Linked DNA regions of Columba livia: region 2 is linked to region 1. Evidence: chromatin contacts called from public Hi-C data. All regions are on one chromosome and are shown on one strand. The core of a region is the stretch at or near the end of the contact, and the rest is flanking DNA. Distances in the headings are between cores, read along the strand shown. Region 1 holds the start of RNLS (renalase, FAD dependent amine oxidase). Region 2 holds the start of PTEN (phosphatase and tensin homolog).

Evidence for each region. A called contact is a pair of places that touch in the nucleus more often than the background predicts.
Region 2: a Hi-C map of liver shows a contact between it and region 1, with 5 times the contacts expected there. The contact joins the promoter of PTEN here to the promoter of RNLS in region 1. A contact is called at or near these places in 2 of 2 Hi-C or Micro-C datasets (crop and liver).

Annotation. Positions count from the first base shown.
Region 1 is chr6:36,351,282-36,357,138 of bColLiv1.pat.W.v2, forward strand. RNLS (renalase, FAD dependent amine oxidase) reads left to right here and starts at 3,415. Exons shown (of 5, transcript XM_065068119.1): 1 at 3,415-3,695; 2 at 5,389-5,531. The coding sequence starts at 3,430.
Region 2 is chr6:36,535,600-36,541,456 of bColLiv1.pat.W.v2, forward strand. It overlaps PTEN (phosphatase and tensin homolog), which reads right to left and starts at 3,574. Exons shown (of 9, transcript XM_065068157.1): 1 at 3,344-3,574. The coding sequence starts at 3,422. It overlaps ATAD1 (ATPase family AAA domain containing 1), which reads left to right and starts at 3,269. Exons shown (of 11, transcript XM_065068154.1): 1 at 3,269-3,345.

The DNA of each region.
Region 1 (5,857 bases), core at 2,165-4,664:
CCTGGTGCTGCGAGGGATGAGCAAGGAATAACTCCCTGACCTGTTTTCTTTTGGTCCACAAGCCTCGTTTAGTTCAAAATAACGGTAAAAATGGGGAAAAAAAGTCATCATCATGTTTAACACTGAAATTCAAGCCAATTCTACTGTTTCTAACTAAAGGTCAACCTATGGAGTTGGGTTTTGTGGAGGATCTGCATATGTTGTTTCATGTGAACTCAGGTATTGTAACAGTTCAGCCTCTGTTTTCCATGTATATAGGGGAGCCAGGGATGGAGAAACATCTTCTCGCATGCTTGCCCACGCAGAGAAATGGTGGTTTTGTGCAGAGCAAACGCTCCAAACCTGGCAATATTTAACACAGTTTGTCCCAAACCCGTAAAGCCATGAATCTGTAGAGGTCTCATTTCTTAAAGCAGAAAGACTTCACCTTATTTCTTTGTGAAATACTGTGCTGGTTTGACTGAAAATGAGTTAATTTTCTTCGTGCAGTTAGAAACCTTTTCGTAGCTAGCACGGTCATTATTTGGACTTGGTTTGAGAGCAAGAGACAACACCCTGGGACAGAGTTAATGGTTTTAATTGCTCTGGTGTGAGAGACGAGGATGTTCCGAGCGCTCTGCCCACGGGTGTATGTGGGACATTTGAGTGATTTTCTTGAAGTTAATGGACATTGTATGGAATTGAACTGAACAGGCCTCTGAGGCCTATGTATTCAGCAAGAGAGCAAGAGAGCAAGAGAGCAAGAGTCGAGCAGCCTACGTGTCTTACGTGACTTTATACAACCTTGGGTAAAACAAAAGGAAGACTGTCTAGTGAAGAAAAGAATCAGCAAGTCAGCTATAATATAGATACGTTTTGTATAATATTAGAGCTTATGTAAGAATTGTATAATCCAATCACCTATTAGTTTGCGGCGCGTGAACAGCAGCTATTGACCAATTACAAGTAGCTTTCTGATGCATGGACAGCGCGTGGACAGGTCAAAAAGATATTTAAGGAGAGTTATAACAAGTAATAAACGGCTTCACTTGAATTCATATTGGATTGTGTGGGGTCCATGATTCGTCGCCCTCGCAGGTGTAAGCACGGCATGGATGGGACGGTCATAATAACCAACCAACCATGGACTGAACTCTCTATCTGCTGCATAAGTGCCCTACCAGGGGTGTTTTTTGCAGCACTGCCTGATCACGTCGTGTACACACCAGATTTTGGAGAAAGCCCTTTAGTCAGAAAACACGCAGCGCAAAACGAGCGACTCAAATCTTCTTACCAAAACATCTCAGATAAACCCCAAGGCGTAGCCAGTTTGTACATTCCCTAAGCCCCTTTTTTCATCGGGATTTTTCGCACGTGGCTATCGGAGCCACACGCTGGACTGTCTTGTAATTGCTTTTCGGGATTTCTTTCTTGCAATCTTTAATGAATGTCAAACCTACTAGTACTGTTTTGCCCCTAAGGAGATGTATTTCTGCTGTGCTTTTTCACCAGAGACCTGTTAGATGTCTTTTGGATCCACACTGGCAGATGACAATGGTGTGTTTTGTGTCCCCGATGAAGCCAGAAATCAACTGCATTACGGGGGGCTCCGGACCCCCATGTGCAGGCACTTCAGAGCCAACCACATGGGAAAGGCTACACAGGACCCAGCCTGTCTCAGGGAACAGGTCACTGCAGTATCAGTCTGAACAACACATCTGGAACTGCCGTCTCCTCGCCTGTGTTTCCTGTACTTTGCAAATAATACGGGTGATGAAGATTTAAGAAAGAAAAAGGAGAGAAAAGCAGGAAAAATAAACAAAATAGAGAAAAGTTGGGGTGTGTGTATGCACGGGTGTGCATGCAGGGAGGTGTGTGACCGCATGTGTGTGCAAGAGTGTGTGCCTATGTGTGTCTATACACTTGCATGTGTGTGTGTGTGTGCGTGCATGGGTTTGTGCACAAGAGCTGCATGTAGAGGTGTGGCGTGTGCAGGGGGGGTGTGTGTGCGCATGTGTGTGTGCACGGATGCACGCACAGGGGTGCAAGTGTGCAAGGGGGGTGTGTGCGCGCATGTGTGTGTGCAGGGAGGCGTGTGACTGCATATGTGTGTGCATGGATGTGCGCACAGGGGTGCAAGTGTGCAGGGGTGTGTGTGTGCATGTGTGTGCAGGGAGGTGTGTGACTGCATGTGCGTGTGCATGGATGTGCGCACAGGGGTGCAAGTGTGCAGGGTGTGTGTGTGTGCATGTGTGTGTGCAGGGAGGAGTGTGACTGCATGTGCGTGTGCATGGATGTGCGCACAGGGGTGCGAGTGTGCAGGGTGTGTGTGTGTGCATGTGTGTGTGCAGGGAGGTGTGTGACTGCATGTGTGCATGGATGTGCGCACAGGGGTGCGAGTGTGCAGGGGGTGTGTGTGCATGTGTGTGTGCAGGGAGGTGTGTGACTGCATGTGCGTGTGCATGGATGTACGCACAGGGGTGCAAGTGTGCAGGGGGTGTGTGTGTGCATATGTGTGCAGGGAGGTGTGTGACTGCATGTGTGCATGGATGTGTGCACAGGAGTGCGAGTGTGCAGGGGGTGTGTGTGCATGTGTGTGCAGGGAGGTGTGTGACTGCATGTGCATGTGCATGAATGTGCGCACAGGAGTGCGAGTGTGCAGGGGGTGTGTGTGCATGTGTGTGTGCAGGGAGGTGTGTGACTGCATGTGTGTGTGCATGATGCACACAAAGGGGTGCGAGTGTGCAGGGGGTGTGTGTGTGTGTACGTGTGTGTGCAGGGAGGTGTGTGACTGCATGTGCATGTGCATGAATGTGTGCACAGGAGTGCGAGTGTGCAGGGGGTGTGTGTGCATGTGTGTGTGCAGGGAGGTGTGTGACTGCATGTGCGTGTGCATGGATGCACGCACAGGGGTGCGAGTGTGCAGGGGGTGTGCGTGCATGTGTGTGTGCAGGGAGGTGTGTGACTGCATGTGTGTGTGCATGGATGCACGCACAGGGGTGCGAGTGTGCAGGGGGTGTGCGTGCATGTGTGTGTGCAGGGAGGTGTGTGACTGCATGTGCGTGTGCATGGATGTGCGCACAGGGGTGCGAGTGTGCAGGGGGGGTGTGTGCATGTGTGTGTGCAGGGAGGTGTGTGACTGCATGTGTGCATGGATGCGCGCACAGGGGTGCGAGTGTGCAGGGGGTGTGTGTGTGCATGTGTGTGCAGGGAGGTGTGTGACTGCATGTGCGTGTGCATGGATGTGCGCACAGGGGTGCACGTGTGCAGGGGGTGTGTGTGCACGTGAGCATGAGGGCGGTGTGTGACTGCACGTGTACGTGTGTGTGCACACACGCGCACGTGTGTTTGCACTGGATGGGTTTCCGAGGTCCCTTCCAACCCCTGACATTCTGGGACTGTGTGCACACGGACGCGCTGCGCGGGCGCTGTGCGTGACCGCGCCTGTGCATGTGCGTGCACACGCCCGCGCGCGCGCCTGTGGGCGTGGCAGCCCGCTTCCCCGCCCCTCGGCACCGCCCATGGGCGGGGCGAACGTGCCCTCCGCGGGGCGTGACCGGCTCAGGGAGTCCCGCCCCCGAGCAGAGCGGGGCGGGGCAGGGCCATGGCGCGAGTGCTGGTGGTGGGCGCGGGGCTGACGGGCGGCGCGTGCGCGGCGCTGCTGCGGGGGGCGGCGCTGGGCAGCGTCACCGTCTGGGACAAGGCGCGCGGCGCAGGTGGGTCCGGCGTGGCGGGCGGTGGGGAGCGTGGCGTGGCGTGGCGTGGCGTGTCGCGTGGCGTGGCGTGGCGTGTCGCGTGGCGTGGCGGTCTCTGACCGGCTCGTTGCGCAGGGGGCCGCATGAGCACGAGTCGCAGCGCGCGGGACGCCGCCTGCACCGCCGACCTGGGCGCGCAGTACGTCACCCTCGACACCGAACGCGCGGAGCCGCGCCGCAGGTAAGCCCCGCCCCTTCCACCCCGCCCCTTCTTGGCCCCGCCCCCTCAGCCCCGCCGGTCCCGGTGCTGCGGGTGGGCTCCGCGCTCCCCGCTCCGGTCCGCCTCCCGCCCCGCCCTGCCGCCTGCGATAAAGGTGGGACAGAGGGGGGGAACGCCCGCTCGGCGGCGGAACGGCGCGTTCTGCTCCACTCCGCGCTGCCCGCGGGTGTCGCGCCTCCGTGGTGCAGACCTGTGTGTGAGTGCCGTCCCGCTGCTTCATTTCTCAGAGAGTCGTAGGTGGTTTGGTCTGGAAGGGACCTTCAGAGGTCACCTGGCACACCTCAGAGGCACCTGAATGTCGTGCGGGTGACAGGGCAGGTAGATATGAAAGAAAACTGGAATATTGTGTCCAGTTGTGGCCCCTCAGCTCCAGCAGGACAGGGAACTGCTGGAGAGAGTCCAGTGCAGCCACCAAGATGCTGAAGGGAGTGGAGCATCTCCCGTGTGAGGAAAGGCTGAGGGAGCTGGGGCTCTGGAGCTGGACAAGAGGAGACTGGGGGGGGACTCATTCATGTTTACAGATATATAAAGGGGGAGTGTCAGGAGGATGGAGCCAGGCTCTTCTCAGTGACAACCAGTGATAGGACAAGGGGCAATGGGTTCAAACTGGAACACAAAAGGTTCTACTTAAATTTGAGAAGAAACTTGTTCCTGGTGAGGGTGGCAGAGCCTGGCCCAGGCTGCCCAGGGGGGTTGTGGAGTCTCTTTCTGTGCAGACATTCCAACCCGCCTGGACACCTTCCTGTGTAACCTCATCTGGGTGTTCCTGCTCCATGGGGGGATTGCACTGGGTGAGCTTTCCAGGGCCCTTCCAACCCCTCACATCTTGGGATTCTGTGAACAAGCGGGAGGTGCCTTGTTTTAGCAGGAACATGATGTCAGTGTCCCCAAGAGCAGCTGCCTGGCTGAGGGGACGGCAGGATGGTGCTGGCAGGGCCTGCTGGGCCTTGCAGGGTGCACAGGTCAGTTTGCTGCAGCCTGGGGAAGGGGGCGGTGGTGTAACAGTGGTGCAAAAGTGTGGCATTTGTGTGGAAACCCCAGAAAAGGCAGGTGTGTTTCAAGCACCTGCAGCCAGAATCACAGCAGTGATTCTGGGCTGATATTCTGAGCTTAAAGTAGCTGTCGTGCCTGCCCCGTCACAGTCCTGAAACCTTCAGGTCAAACCACCAACAGTGTCTTTTACAGGCATGGTAGGGAGCCTTGGTATCACACAAAGGGCCAGCCCCTAATAAAATAGCAAGGTAGTTTGTCTTTTTAGAGCTGTGGTTCCTGTTCAAGCATAACCTTGAAATGAGGGTTGAATGAGGTCATTAAAAACTGTTTTCTAAATTTAAAAGTTAGGCTGGTCTTAACTTAAACTGTGAAAAATAATGACAACTGCTGTTGGTTTTTATGTGCTGTATTTTCATCCCTTTGTCTTTTGCTCCCTTTAAGCTTCTATGAGGAGCTTCTGTCTCATGGTGTCTTGGAACCACTTACTGCGCCTGTTGAAGGAATGGTAGTGAAAGAAGGCTCCTGCAATTATATGGCACCCCAGGGCATCTCCTCGGTTGTCAAGTATTATTTAAAACAGTCAGGTAATTATATGCCTTCGTAGGAAATGAAAGGTTATAATGATTGTGTTTTTGAACTGTCTTTCAAATTTAAATCTTCAATGAGAACGTTCAAGTTCCTTGTTTGTTTATGTATGACTTGAAGTTGCTTAGATTGATAAACATGCCTGCAAGCTCTATAGATTTCCAAGCCCTGCAAGCGCTTTACTGACCTCAGTTGCTGGTGTGTAAAAATGTACAAATATAAGGGCTGTAGGCTCAGTGGCCAAGCTTATATTTACACTGTTGGCTTTAGCATATGAAAGTTGGACCTAGCACCATTAGGACAGAGATAGTTTAGGTGGAGTGAG
Region 2 (5,857 bases), core at 2,324-4,823, 180 kb after region 1:
CCATCTTAGAATAAAGCCGTTAATCCAAACTTTCCTTCTCTTTCACACCAAGAGGTATCCAGTATTACAGAAATGAAATAGAAATCCAAATATATCAGGAATAAACACAACATCTGAAAGTATTAAAAAGATTAAGTTCCCCGCCTTTAAAACCCCTTCTGCTCCTAATTGCAAAATATTTTTTTCCAAGAGGTGCATGAAAAGATTGTTCAGAGAGAAAAGAACACTTGGTTCAATGAAAAGTAACATCAGTATGGTTTTTAAAGACACTTGTTTCCTAACTAGCACAAGGGACTATTTCCACACTGTGTATGTAAAGCTACTGGTTTTGAGAAGTCACTGTTTCCCCTTCCTAAAATCCTACATTATCCACACAGGAAGAATTCTTAACCAACTGGTCAGGAACCCAGAGTCCCAAACCTTATGTGCTGTACCACACGTATTAATAATATATAACAATTATAATAATAGTAGTAATAATAATAATAGTGAATCGACACGAGCTTTAACCGGATTCAGTACAGCGGTCCTCAAAGGGGACTTTGGCACTCCTGCCCCAACCCAGCCTGCCTTTTGGCACTCCAGCATTCCCTGCAACACCTCGGGACAACCAGCTGTGACCGAAACGTACAGACCACAAGTCTTTGTCCACCCGAGACACGAACCCTCCTCAAAGATCGGTAGAAGACAAGACAGACGACTGAATACAAGCTGGAGATCAGGCACCTCACCTGGATTCACTGCAGATTCACTTGGTGCTCCACCTCCCAAAGCCCAGGTTGTCATCACCAGCGACTGAGTATTTCAGAGCCACCACCTCTGAACTACCTGTACAGAAATACTTCCTGCAGGAGGAATCCACACCTCTGGCTCCCACATCCCAGCTAAATGCCCTAATCACTGGGCCACCCAACTCCTGTCAACCTTTCTCTATTAGGTTGACAGAAGCAGCTACCCTGAAATAACCAGCAATCTCTAACAGAGGACACGAGGTGCACAGGGAAGCAAAGCCAACCAACAGCAGGAATGCGGATGGTTGCTTGTTTCAGTCTCGACACCTTAAGCTCCAGCACACGACAAGAAGTACCCTTGAGAACTTAAACCCCAGCCCTCCTGCTATGCCCCACATGCCTTCCCTAACAGCGTGGTCTTTCTTATCCGACATGGCGCGGTTGGAGAGCTAACTCCCCGTTTGGTCCTCCATCCACGTAACAAATATATAGGTTATTCTCCAGCTACGACAAGCAACAATCCCATCAGAGCCCCGCAAAATGAACGTCTCCAAGAAGCCTGCACAAAGTCATAAACATTAAACTTTTGCTTCTGCAGCAATGTCAGCCTTCGAGCAAAGCCATTATACTGTACAGGCAGCAGTCTTCACTCATTATCTGTTCAAAATGTGCAGCTACAAAAAACATCTTCCAAAGGTATTTTTGCAATCATGAAAAAGCCACCTTTTCTATAAACGTCATTAACTTCACTACAAAATTATAGCTAGCCACTCCTTTTAAAAAATTAGTCTAAGCCCAGCGATCAGTGGCCTACTTTTAATGCAAAATGCTAAGAATAGAATTAGCAAGACAAAACAAGTGAAAAATAAGCAATAAATTCCGTTTGACATACCATTAGCAACCTTAAGCGAGAAATCCAGACTCAACATTGACCAATTTTCTTGCTGGGAGCAGATGACTGGTTAAAAAGATCTGTTTGAGTCGGAAAATCTCTCCCCACCAATGGCACATCTGGGCAAAGATCCATGAAACACCAGACTCTTCAGCTTCCAAAACCTCATCATTTTGTCACCATTTCACTCTTTTCATAACCCTGAAGTTCCTGGCACTCGGAGGATCCAAAACTTTAACTCCAGCTTCTGTCGGCAGGTCAGCGGTACGTGCTGCGCTGGCCTAAGTCGGTGTTACAATTGCCCTACTCGTAGGTCAACCAAACAACTAAGTGCAAACAAGTAAGTACACAAGCCTAATATTATATTTTATCAGTACCAGAAATAGAATGCAGGAATTACATACCAGAGCCACTGCTTTTTAACGAAAAGCTTAGCAGCCGCTTGCTGAAGTCAAGAACCTTTCAGGCTGCTTTAAAGCCACCAAAGTTTTAGGCCAAGGCTTAATGCAACAGCACGAGCTCTGCACTAGTTACAGATGGTTACCGGGTTTGATCCTGGATTTATCTGTAACATTTGCTATGCCAGGAGCATGATTGCTCCAAAGAACAATGAATTTCACCCTGACCGTGTTGCAGAACAGAAAGCACTCTCTCCATAGGGATAAGTCAAGCTTTGAATACTACCGTCAATACTAATTTTTCCTAGGACAGTTCTGATTTTTAAGCTAAGCTCTTGCTCCAAAATCTCTCAAACCCAACGATTTTTCTCCACCACAGAGAAGACCATGCCCGTGGGACAGCCGCTACATACCATTAACTCTGCAAGGGATTCAAAACTAAACATCTGCCCGCTGCCACTACAGCACATCTGTCTGAAAGGTGACCAAAACTATACGCTAGCAATGCTCCTCTACTGTTGTAACTGCACGCTAATTACACACTCCAGAATTACACTCCTGACAATCCTCCTCGACGACACCCAACATGCTCTCATTTGTAACACATCCTCGTGTTTACTGTATCTGAGATTATGTCAAAACGTGGTTCACACATCGTGTTAGGAAAAAAGAGTTGTCTTTTTTAAAAAAAAATAAATTGGTAGAAGCAACTGCCGCTTCTTGTCATCAAGAGCGTTGCTGCATTGTACTGCAACCGAGCACAAGCTCTGCTGTGCTGAATGGATGGAAATCAGGGCAGAGGACACGGGCTTCGCCTCTCCTGCCGCGCAGACTAAAGCAATAGGCCTGCCACGGTTATACTTGCAATTCAAGCCGTTACTAAATCGAAAATTAAAACAAAAAAATAGAAAGTGCTCTGGACGTGAGTCACGGCAGGACAGGCATATTTGCTATGAGCCCAAAAATCAACACAGGCAGAGATAAGTGGCAGACCCGCGGTGCTCCGGAGCAAGCAGGGGCTCCCGGGCCGGGGGGGGACAGCAGCTCCACGACACGGGGGTGGCAGCAGGCGGGCCACGGAGCGCTAACGTTAATCCTTGGCCATCGCGGAGCTCCCGTTAATCCGCCCCGGCTGCCGGGCCCCGGCTCGGCGGCCGCCCGGACAAAAGGAGGCCGAGGCGGCGGGGGAGGGCGCGGCGGCCCGGGCGAGCCCCGGCGGGCTCCCGGCGGAGCGGCGGCGTTAGGTAACCGCCGCGCAGGTCTGATGCAATCGCTGTACGTGCAGCGCCCGGTGCCGGGCCCCGTCCCCGTCGGGAGGATACAGGTCAGGTCCAGGTCGAAGCCATCCTCCTGGTATCGCCTTTTGTTCCTGCTGACGATCTCTTTGATGATGGCGGTCATGTCTGGCAGCCGGGGGCCGCTCCGGGACAGCGCGCTGGGGGCGGGCGGCGGGGCGCGGGGCCGGGAGGCGGCGGCGGGCCAGCGGCCACCGGGCGGCCCCGGGCGCGGGGCCTGCAGCGCCGGCGGCTCAGCCCCGGGCGGGCCCGCCTCCCCCCGCGGCGGCGGCTCCCGGCGGCGGCGGCTGCCCCCTCCTCCTCCTCCTGCCGCCGCTGCGCCGAGCGGGGCGGGAGCAGCGGCGGCGGCGGCCGAGCAGGGAGGGTCCGGAGCCGGGCCGAGTCCCTGAGGGTGCCGCCGCCGCCGCCGTCTTTGAGGCGAGCGAGGCGGAGGCGGAGAGAGCAGCTCTCCGGCGCTCCGGGCCCCAGCAATGGTGACAGCGGCGCGGGGCGCCCCCCCGGCCCGGCCCCGCTCCGCCCCGCTCCGCTCCCCGCCCGGGGCGGCGGCGGCGGTAGCGGCGGCGGGCCCGGAGCCGCGCGGTGGGGCCGCGCCGCCGGGCGGGCGGGCGGGCGCTCCGCGGCGGGGTGGCAGCAACAGCGGCGGCGGCGGCGGCTCCTCAGGGCGTGCGGGCCGGCGGCGCGGCCTGGCTCATCACCCCCGGCCTGCTCCGCGCCCAGCAGCGCCGCGCCAGCGCTAGACTCCCATCATGGCTGCAGCTTCCGAGAGGGGACGCAGCTCCGCCCCGCCCCCTCCGCCACCTCCGCCGCATAGACAAAGTAGTCCCCCGCGAACCGGCGAGCCACCGCCCCGCGCCACCTCGCCGCCCCGCCCCGCCGCCTCCCTCGCTCCAACCCGCCGTCCCGCCCGCCTCTCGCCGCGCCGCACCCAACCCCCGTCCCGCGGCGGGGAAGAAGGAGGCGGCGGGCGGAGGGATACGGGAGGCACGGAGAGAGAGAGAGCGAGAGACGCCGCCGCGCGAGTGGCGGTGCTGCGACGGGTCACGTGGGCGGCCCGCTGCGCTCGCGGCGGCCCCTCCCCCACGGGCGGAAGTGGCCGGGCCGGGCCCCGCCCCCCGCCGCCGCCACCGGGCCCGGCCCTGAGGGGAGCGGAGGGACAGCGGGCCCGGGTGCTGCGCTTGGCGCTGCTGCGGCCCCCGAGCGGTCCGGGTGCGCCCCGGAGCGCGGGTCGCTGCGGCAAAGGCCGCGCCCAGGGCGAGCGGAGGTGCGGGTAACGGACCCGGTGTGGCCCCCGAGCGCCGTGAGGGGTGTCACCCCATGGCCGCGGGGCGACTCGTCCGTCCCGCCTCCCCGCCGCCGCGCTGGGTTCCCAGTGAGTCCGAGCGGGCTGGGCCGGCTGGGAGCCGCTGCCCGCCCTCCCGCCGCCGTCCGTGAGCACCTACCGCCCCCTGCAGCCGCCCGGCCCGGGGCAGCGAGCGGGGGCGGGCGCCTGCTGCCCCGGGGCGCCCGAGGCCGAGCGGGGGTTGGGACATGTAGACGCAACACCTCGTGGATACATTTAGCTTTGCATTTAGCTATAGCTTTACTCGGGACGCCTATAGATAAGGATAGCAGCTAACAACCACTGCAGCTTAAAGAACGTTTTTAAAATAAGTACCAAAGCCTCATACTTGTTGTGAAACGGTTTATTTTGTGGGGCTTTGTGTCCCACTCCTTCCCTCATGGATCACAGTTATCCTGGCAGGGAAAAGCGCTGTCTCTACATCGCCGTGTCTGACTTGTGTAAAGCATCAGGAATGGAATCTGCTGGAAATCACCATCTCCCCTGTCTGCGAAGGGATCGGCTTGCTAGGTCTTACATTTGAAGAAACAGGGATACTAGACAAATTCATAAATTGGCCTTCCTCAAAAATACTGTCTTCGTTTTCTTGTTGGACAGTGAGTAACGTGAGGATATCCCATGGAGGTCAAAGATAAAACACCTTCGAAGGGATCAAGAAGGCAGTAGTTTGTTTTATAAAGGACAATTCCAAAATGCCAGAGGGAACAGAAATGAAAGGAAAACGAAACCACTTCCTATACAACTAGAAAAGAGACACCATGGAAATGACCAGCCCGATGGGAAGAGGAGAACTCACGCACCCCTTTTTCCGTCTCTCCATGAAAAACAGCGGATGTAAACCAGGCAGGTATCTCCCTAAAGAACAGATCTCGGGTTTAATTCATACATCCACCTCCAATGTTTTGGAGGCTGGTAGGGAAAGACACCTTGCCAAAGAGACTTAGAGCTGCCAGACCCCAGCCAAGACTGGGAAATCTCTCCGTGGTTTCCTTAGTAATCGCATTACCCAGGGAATGGCCAACAAATACGTTTGAGCAGGGCAACTTGGAGAAAAAAAGGGCTTGCATATTAGCTGGATGCTATGGGGAAGTGGTTAATAAGCAAGTCTGGCAAGTAGGAAAAACTGGATAAAACGTAGTACTCCGTGTGCCTGAGAAGAGATATTAAATACCAGTTTTTGCATGCATAAATGAGGCAATACT